Regions from separate parts of the Mus musculus genome. Here region 2 is linked to region 1. A link is a contact called in public Hi-C data. All regions are on one chromosome and are shown on one strand. Each heading gives the region's core, a stretch centred on a gene start, on an enhancer-like site or on the middle of the called end of the contact. The rest is flanking DNA. Distances are from core to core; before and after follow the strand shown. Region 1 overlaps Arsb (arylsulfatase B). Region 2 holds the start of Arsb (arylsulfatase B).

Region 1 (4,283 bases), core at 802-3,301:
GCCAGTCAGCAGAATGATTTTGAAGTTTGACTTAGATGCATAGTTCTTTGTCCTGTTTTCCTGATGTCTATGCTGGCTAGTTTTATATCAGCTTGACACACAGCAGAGTTATCTGAAAAGAGGGAACCTCAATTGAGAGGATACCTCCACAAGATCTGCCTGTAAGGCATTTTCTTTATTAGTGATAGATGGGGAAGGGTCCACTTCATTGTGGGTATTGCCATCCCTGGGCATGTGATCCTGGGTTCTATAAGAAAGTAGGCTGAATAAGCCAGGAGGAACAAGCCAGTAAACAGCCCTATGGCCTCTGCAGCAGCTCCTGCCTTCAGGTTTCTGCCCTGTTTGAGTTCCTGTCCTGACTTCCTTCAATGATGAACAACAATAGGAAAATATAAAACAAACACATCCTTTCCTCCCCAACTTGCTTTTTGCTCATGGTGTTTTATCACAGCAGTAGAAACCCTAAGTTAATGTCCTATGGTGCCAACATTCAAAAAGAAAACTTAGGCTCTTGGGAAATGTCAGTGAGCTGAGTATCTACCTGGAAGAGGTTCCCAAATTGATAGTAAGGGGGTTGTAGGCTTCTTCCCAGAGTCTCCCTGGGACTGCTTTGGCAGTGGGTCTGACTTCTTCACAGAAACTCCTCTGATCTTATAGAAGTGCTGAGGTTGGGTGCAGACAAACTCTTATGGACTCCCAGAAAGATTGCATAGAAAAAGCAAGTGCTGCCTCTGTGTGCCCAAGAGACTGCCCCCAGCTTTTGCCTCTATAAAAGGCATGGCAGGTCATTCTGTGCAACCTTTGCCTGTTGATCTGTCATTGTATCTCAGAAGACAAAGAGCATCCTCACCCAGCTCCATCGTAAGAGCTCATCCTGTCTCTGGGACCAGCGAGCCTGTCTCTGTATCTCCTGAAAAAATAAAGGCAACTTCCTGGGATATAAGAAGCAGGTCTCATCATTTAACCACAGTCAGAGGGAAACTGGGAGAATTGATTGTTCCTGTGTTTTTTACTCAGAGTGTTTAAAGATTAGTGGCAAACATTCTGGTCCAATAAAAAGTAAAAGTGTTTTCTATTTGGCGTCAGTTTATAAAAAATAATAGAGGAATCAAATGGAATTAGAATATACAGAAGTATATAATGGTCTCTGAGTGTGAGGGAGGTGTGAAGACAGTTTTCATTATCCTTTTGACCTAATTCACTGGATGTATTTTATTTACAATTAAACATTAGAAAGAAAGAACAAAGGAGAAAGGAAACAAAGCAATACTGTGCTCAGGTTGGACACCACTCCTCTCCTCTCCCCTCCCCTCCTCTCCTCTCCCCTCCCCTCCCCTCCCCTCCCCTCTCCTCCCCTCCCCTCCCCTTCCCTTCCCTTCCCTCCCCTCCCCTCCCCTCTCCTCTCCTCCCCTCCCCCACCCCCATAAGTGTGGGAACTCTGCTCAGAGCCTTGGGGCTGGAGTTAATCGTTTGATTTCTCTACATAGTATAGATCTGTAAACTGCCTCAGTGACAGTAATAAATTAGAGTGTCTTGATAAAGACCAAACTCATCAATTTTTCCAAAATCTGTATTTGATTAATTCTACAAAGGTCTAGGTCAAAGTTATTCCTCAAAGCTTATCATTTTAACAAAGAAACCCAAGGTTTCCAGGTTTGTCAGAAAACTCATTATCGCTGCACGATGGCAAAAGGTCACAAAATGCCTCCTTCCACAAGACAAATTTCTTCTGCTCAACAACCCATTCCCCTAGCAGAACCAAGAAAAACCTCTGACATTTCAGATCCTTTTGCTTCAGGGAAAATAAATGTTCCCCAGATCGTGGAGGAAAATGACAAACAAATTAATGAAAAACAGATCCGTTCCTACAGTGTACCCGGCTAGGGCAGACCGCATACACTCAAAGTCAAGCGCTCACTCTCAGGTCCTGCCACCTCTGCAGAGTGACAGTTCCCACAGTGGCATCAGCGCTGTCCTCACAGAAAGCTGTACACATACCACAGCGCTGCAAAATGAAAGAAACATGCGTCAGAAAAACTCCAGTGTTTAACTGTGGCTGGAACTGTGAACTTGTGAGTACGGGCATTTTGAAAGTGACTCAGCCCCTTCTCACAGTGCACACGCAGAACTTGACTTAATTTAGCAGTGCTGTTTTCCTACACCCTAAAAGTTCCTGCTTTTAATTCTGCATCATTTGTACCTCTGAACACATGCTTTCCCCATATCTTCAGTTTCCACTGATTAACTAATTTTAACCTTGAGGACATTTCTTCCTTCCTTTTTTCTTCCTTCCTTCCTTCCTTCCTTCCTTCCTTCCTTCCTTTTTTTCTTTTGAACCAAGCAGTATGGACAAAGCCCGAGTTCCCCATGACCCCAGCTGGGTGCCAGTGCTAACGGGTTTAATTTGCCCTTTCAGAATCCTTCAGTTACTCATTTAAACAATATAGGCATGTGGAATTGTATACATGTGTGCTGCTTTTCCCCCATATACTTGGTTTCATATGAAATGTTTTGCTTTGTTTTTGTTTGCCATATGCCTTAGTTCAGTAAGTAGAGATTAGTGACTTTCTATGGGGGCTGCTTTGCCTCTGGGGGAGACTTGGTGACTTCTAGAAAGCTTTTTGGTAGTTACAAATGGGTAGAGACCAAGGATACTGACAATCACAATGTATACATCAGCTCCCTAACAGAGCATCATCTACATGAAGTGTCAAGGATGCCAAGACCGCCGCTGTTAGGATCTTCCTCCTCTGACCTGCAGCAGAGCCAGTGGTCCATTCAGCCAGTCATGCACAGGATCATTTGGCTGAATCCTTAAGCATGTGGGCCTATTCCTTTTCACCACAGCTAGCCCTCTTCCTGCATACCTGTCTTAATCCATTCCTGCTGCTATAACAAAATACCACGGGTCAAACACCTCATAAATATCAGACATTTATTGTTCACAGTTGTGGAGGCCAAGAAGCCCAAGGTCAAGGTATCTGCAGATGTAGTGTCTATAATGGGCTTAATCTCCAAGTCAAAAATGGTTTCCCTTGGCTGTGATGTCTTAAGGCAAATGGGGTCAGAAGGGCAAAGGTGAAAAAGGGAAGTATCTCTCTTCCTCAGGTCTTTTTGTGAGGGCACTAACTAAGCCTGTCCATCCTATTCATGGTGGAGGAACTAAATCATTCCACCTTGTGACCCTACCTCTCAGTACCTTGGGGGTCAAGTTTCAGGAGGCCATTCCTTTTAACCACAGCAACCCCTACAGGCTACCAAGATCTCTGAATGTCCTGGCTCCATCTCAGAAGCCACCTTGTACATTTCCCAAAGCTAGTCACCAGGGTTTCCTTCAGCACTCATCCCCCACTTGGCCTTGCCCCTGACTGTCCCTCCCTCCTCTGTGGTACCAGGCTGATTCCCAGAATCATGCTAGACTCTGTTACTATGGAGATTAACTATGGATGGGTCCTGCTCTGCAGACTATCTGGTCTAGCATCAGGGATTGTGCCAGGATTGCAAACTGACTGACTGACTGACTGACTGACTGACTGACTGACTGACTGAGATATAGTATTACAGATTGTAGAGGCCAGCAAGGGATGCTTTTTCTTCATGGTTCAGAATTTATTACACATTTTATCTTGGTGACTATTTCTCCTGAAACACACGTTTCAAACAGTAAATCAACAAGAAAGCTCCTTTCTCTCCACTTACAGCCCCTGTATTGTGTCACACACACACTCTCTCTACTGAGAACACACTTGGCCTCTGCCAAGGCTGAGAGCTTCCTTTGAGAGCAGTCCAGCTTGTGAGCAGCTGAGGGGAGGGACAGGTGGTCCTTCTACAGCTACAGGTCCTTCCCCTGCCCTGACTTTCAGCCTCCTTTGGATGGTGGTGCCTTGGGCTCCTGTGGCCTCTCACTCCTTCAAGGGGACTCCAGGAGTAGACTGAGATAAAGGTGCTGGCTGGCCCTCATCTCCCTGGATCAAGGAACCTTAAGCATCTACCAAAAATCCAACAGCAAAGGAAATCTCAGCTGCAAATCCAATCCAATAAACCCCTTCAGCTTGCACTTAGTGTTCACTGTGCAGGGTTGCGGGAGATAGAAAGATAAATGGGATGTCATCCCCAAGAAGCCGGAGCCCACCAGGATGGGGGCATGTATAAACAGTTACATAGAATGCAAAGCAGAATGAAGTTACCACTAAAAAAAAGGCTTGAGCAGAGTAGCTGGGGGAGGAGGGGGCTTAGTTATAAAGCAGGGACCCAGCAGCACGCCTGAAAGCCACTTCCCACCT
Region 2 (4,590 bases), core at 1,288-3,787, 130 kb before region 1:
CCTTGGTCCCTGCCTTTCAGCCGTCTCACTAAGCCTTTCCAACAAAGACTTACAACTTTCACATCCTGGAAGGTCACTGAATTCTTCACAGCAGAAAACTACCAGGTCTTATCCCATCTGGAAGCTCCCTCAACCTGCCCCTGCCAATGTTGAGTTCAGCCAGAAGCAGCCTCCCTAAAACCATGATGTCTCCCTCTTTTTCTTTTTTCCCTTCTAGGGTTGGGATATATTGGTGTCATGAGACATTGGGCCAGGCTGTACCGGGCAAAAGCCCCAAGCCATAAAGAGTGACTTAGCTCTACCCGACCATTTCAGAGCCACCGAGAGAAACGGTATGCCCAGATGCTGAGAACAACCCACTTGCTCCCAATCAAACTAAACCAATTAGCTATAACTTCCTGGTTGCACTGTGCATGTACGTGTGCAAGTACGTGTGCATGTGTGTGTACATGTGTGTCTCCTAGCCCTGGTAAATGCACTCAGTCTCCATCCCTTTGAAAAGGTAGGGCCCCTCCGTGTTCTAATAAAGCAGTGTCACTCAGCCTGTTCAAGTGTGTGTGTGTGTGTGTGTGTGTGTGTGTGTGTGTGTGTGTGTGTGTGTGTATGTGTGTTGGGGGGGGTGCAATTATGTTAAAGGATTATGGCATATTGATCAAAGCAAGAATCCAAGAGTTCACAATGAACTAAATACATAAGAAACTCAGAAACTCATAGAAAGGACGCTAAAAGGTCACTATTGGTAGCCATCCTAATTATAATCTATTCACACAAGAAATGAAAGCCAATAAGCAAAAGTTTGAGTACTACTTAGTAATTACAAGGGGGAGATGGTAACTCTGCAGTGGAGACCTGATGCCAGTAACACAGGGGTCCCACAAAAGAGCAAACCAACACTGTTCCTCTCTGTCTGAGGTACCAGGCATCACCCCACATCACCTTCCTGTACTCTTGTACGAAGCTGTTGCCTGAGTGAAATCCAAAGGAAACACCAAAGGAACACCAGTAGAGAGATTTTTAAAAGAACCACGCACAGTATGCATGCCATAGGTCTTCAGTATACAGATGAAAATCAGACTTTTCCCACCTGCACATTGCCAGGGCACCCCCAGCTGACATGCTCAGTTGAAATGCAGGGCACGGGGATTTTGGTGGGTGCTTAGTTCCAGGAGCAGTATTACTGGAGGCTGTTTGATGCTTATCAAGGGCAGGGAAAACCTGGACCTTGGCCTGGGACTGTAATCCCAGTTCTGTCAGTGGGAGATGAAGAGGCAGGAGGACAGAGAGCTGGAGGAGCTATCCTGGGGTACATAGTAAGCACCTGCTTAAAAACAAAAAGGAGAGGACTATAGAAAACAATTATGGAGTAGAAGAATATGCAGAGACCACACTATCCCCAACACAAAAGCGAACAAACAACTCTTCTAAGATATTGTTTTTGGGTTTAAAAATGCCAAAATTTAAAACTTTCTGGCTATATTTTACTAAGGATAAGTAGTAGTTATCTACTTCAAAGAAAACTCTTATGTATGTTAAGAGGGAAACATATATTCAAGGATAATCTTTTTTTAAAAAGGAAAATTTTGGCCGGGCGTGGTGGCACACACCTTTAGTCCCAGCACTCGGGAGGCAGAGGCAGGCGGATTTCTGGGTTCAAGGCTAGCCTGGTTTACAAAGTGAGTTCCAGGACAGCCAGGGCTACACAGAGAAACCCTGTCTCAAAAAAAAAAAAAAAAAAAAACCACACACACACACAAAAGAATTTTTTTACTCTCACACAAATCACAAATGCAGAAATGAATACATCATGTGATTTCATCTAATTTATTAGTGAGAAACCGATAAGAAATTAAAATTGGTTATAAGGAACAATACCACAAACGCCCATCAGCCAACCGCATGGAAGTCAGTTGAGTACATCAGCAATAATTACTTTTCAAGGGTATCATTCATCCAGAGCTTCTAAAGCTGTAAAGTAACTCCCACGGACTCGGCCTCAGCCAGAGAGGGTGTGTCCTTCAGGCAGCGCACATTTTTTCTCTCTCCACCTAACAGTTATCACTCATCTCTAGACATTGAGTAAGCAAGTAGACAGTCTTAGGTGGGCATACCCCGAATGTCTTGAAATGAAACTTCACCATTTCATTTTAGATTCTGGGCAGACAGAATGAATGTGTTTGGCCCACTGATGATGGGAAGGAAGTGGCTTCATGGGTACACACTGCACAAAGGAATCTGAAACACCATCTGCACCACCTCTCTTCTCTCATCTGTAATGGTCCAAACCATTACAGGGTTTCTTCTGGGGATAAAAGGAGCGCTAACTATAGTGCTTAGCTGTCAAGTTTGCGGCTAGATTTAATCAGATAAAGGTTGTGAAACAGCTTTGGAACTTGTGGCTCTCGAGTTCATGGCTAAAATAAAGAACGGGCCTCTGGGCCTTGGAAGGACCGGCTGAGTTCGCCCGCGCGCTCTGTGCGGCTCCTCCCCCGGCCCCCGCGGGAGGCGGAGGCCGTGGACGCCGGCCCTCCCCAGCCCGCGGCCCGCCCAGGTGGATGAAATCTTGCTGGGGAGCCCGGCCGCTCAGTTCCCGATTCTGTCGGGGGTGCCCGCAGCACGGGCTCTGCAGGCTGCTAAGGATGGGCAAGCTTAGCCCGTGCACTGGCAGGAGCCGGCCTGGAGGTCCCGGGCCGCAGCTGCCACTCTTGCTGCTGCTGCTGCAGCTGCTGCTGCTGCTGCTGTCGCCGGCCCGGGCCTCCGGAGCTACCCAGCCTCCGCATGTGGTCTTCGTGCTGGCGGACGACCTGGGCTGGAACGACTTGGGTTTTCACGGCTCGGTCATCCGCACGCCGCACCTGGATGCGCTGGCGGCCGGCGGCGTGGTCCTGGACAACTACTACGTGCAGCCGCTGTGCACGCCCTCGCGGAGCCAGCTGCTCACCGGCCGCTATCAGGTACTAGGCGGCCTCCAGCCCCGCGTGACCCCGCGAGCCCGCCAGCTCAGTCGGACCGCGCTCGACAACCCTGGCTTCCCCAGGCTGCTGCCTAGGGCCACTGCGCATGCCTGACTTCCTCCTGGTGGCCGAAGGCAGGAGTGGCTTTCGTTTTCTCTAGGTCAGAGGAGAGCGGGGTTTCTGGGATCTCGAGGTGCTGTGTCTGTGAACCCCCAAAGAGAAGGATAGACGAGGTCCTGAGGAGAAAGGATGGAGAAGAAAAGGGAGGCCCAAGGAGCTCCAGAGGGCCATTAAAGTGAGAGGCTGCACTGGGACGGACCCTAGTGACTGACGCGGTGTGTCATAGATCAGGAGTGACCTACTTGAGCCAGGAGGATAGGAAGCCATGTAGATGGGAGTTTCAGAGATTAATTTAGAAACACTAAAAAGACTTGGGATTGTTGACAAGGGACGCATCACCCGAAAAGCCTTCAGTGAATGAGCGTGGGGGTGGGGTATGTGAAAGATCTTAAGCTTTCTCTCAGCCCCTGTTGTACCTGGGAGTCAGGCCACAGGTGAGATAAGGTGCACCCCAGGCTCCTATATCTTTCCTTTACTAAGTTACCCCCTTGCCTATAACTATGCATATGTCAACAACGTGGAAATTCCAGCACCCACGCTCAGATCCTCCGCTGTGCATGGCTAACAATGGAAGTCATTTCCAGGTTCTCCGTACCCCTACAATGAAAATAAGGGTGCTGATATTTCTTCTACCTTTGAGGGTGAATCCAGCCCACATGAGTCTCTTCACTGCCCCTTTAGAGAGTATGTCCCCCACAGAGTATGTGTATGTTAAATGACTGGGAACAGTAAGAACGTATCTTGTAGTGTTTTTATTGTACTGAAACGTTTTTAAAAACCACTTTATGAGGTAGTTATCTTGAACGCCCTTTACAGGCGAGGAGATAGCTTGCCTAAATTGGATGTCAGCGGGGGAGTCACACGGCTATAAATTGCAATCCTTAGTTTCCTGCACCTACTCGTCTCAGACCTATGAAATTAGGCTCCCCTCAATCCAAGTTTGGTGGGTTTTTAAAATCCTGATGTGATTATGATCAAATTAAATTTAATAACTTTTAGTGGTTACTGATATTCTCTGTCTCTGTCCTTTCTTCCCTTTCTCCCCTTCCTTCCTTCCTTCCTTCCTTCCTTCCTTCCTTCCTTCCTTCCTTCCTTCCTTCCTTTCTTTCTTTCTTTCTTTCTTTCTTTCTTTCTTTCTTTCTTTCTATCCTACACACACAGTCACAGTCTTCTGGCCTTTCTTCATACAGAGATTTAGACAACATGGTGTTAGTATGGCTCTCGATACAAGTCAGCCAAAGATGTCAGATAGCAGATACTCAAGGAAACACGCGTTAGCAGTAAATATAAGTGTGATGCACTCCACTGTGTAATGGGTTATAAGTGTTTATTCAGCAAGCATTTTGAGCTTACTGCCCTCCTACATATGTGTCTACAGAACCTCTCGGATCAAACCTCATGTTCTAAAAATGGTTCCAGCAGTGATTCAAAGACTGAAGAGAGAAGGTAATATTTTTCCGAGGGACTCAGAAATATCTGTAGGCAGAGTTTACTGTGGAGCTAAAGCGTGGTTTGCTCT

Evidence for each region. A called contact is a pair of places that touch in the nucleus more often than the background predicts.
Region 2: a contact with region 1 is called in a Hi-C map of natural killer cells, with 4 times the contacts expected there. The contact joins the promoter of Arsb here to the enhancer-like site in region 1. A contact is called at or near these places in 1 of 39 promoter capture datasets (liver), 7 of 484 Hi-C or Micro-C datasets (CD4 T cells, CD8 T cells, effector CD8 T cells and 3 more), 4 of 115 datasets of contacts at active chromatin or transcription factors (CD8 T cells, bone marrow-derived macrophages, effector CD8 T cells and 1 more) and 2 of 9 other capture datasets (adipose tissue and liver).

The regions. Positions count from the first base shown.
Region 1 is chr13:93,896,675-93,900,957 of GRCm38.p6, forward strand. The region is part of intron 6 of Arsb (arylsulfatase B); the gene reads left to right. Among named protein-coding and RNA genes, the nearest start is that of Mir5624, 110 kb to the left of the region's middle. Within about 2 kb of position 2,052, at least 85 of the 459 cell types and tissues checked have an H3K27ac peak or open chromatin away from gene starts, as enhancers often do. A contact at or near this core is called in CD8 T cells, adipose tissue, bone marrow-derived macrophages and 4 more, where this site is marked.
Region 2 is chr13:93,769,142-93,773,731 of GRCm38.p6, forward strand. Arsb (arylsulfatase B) reads left to right here and starts at 2,538. Exons shown (of 8, transcript NM_009712.3): 1 at 2,538-2,951. The coding sequence starts at 2,637.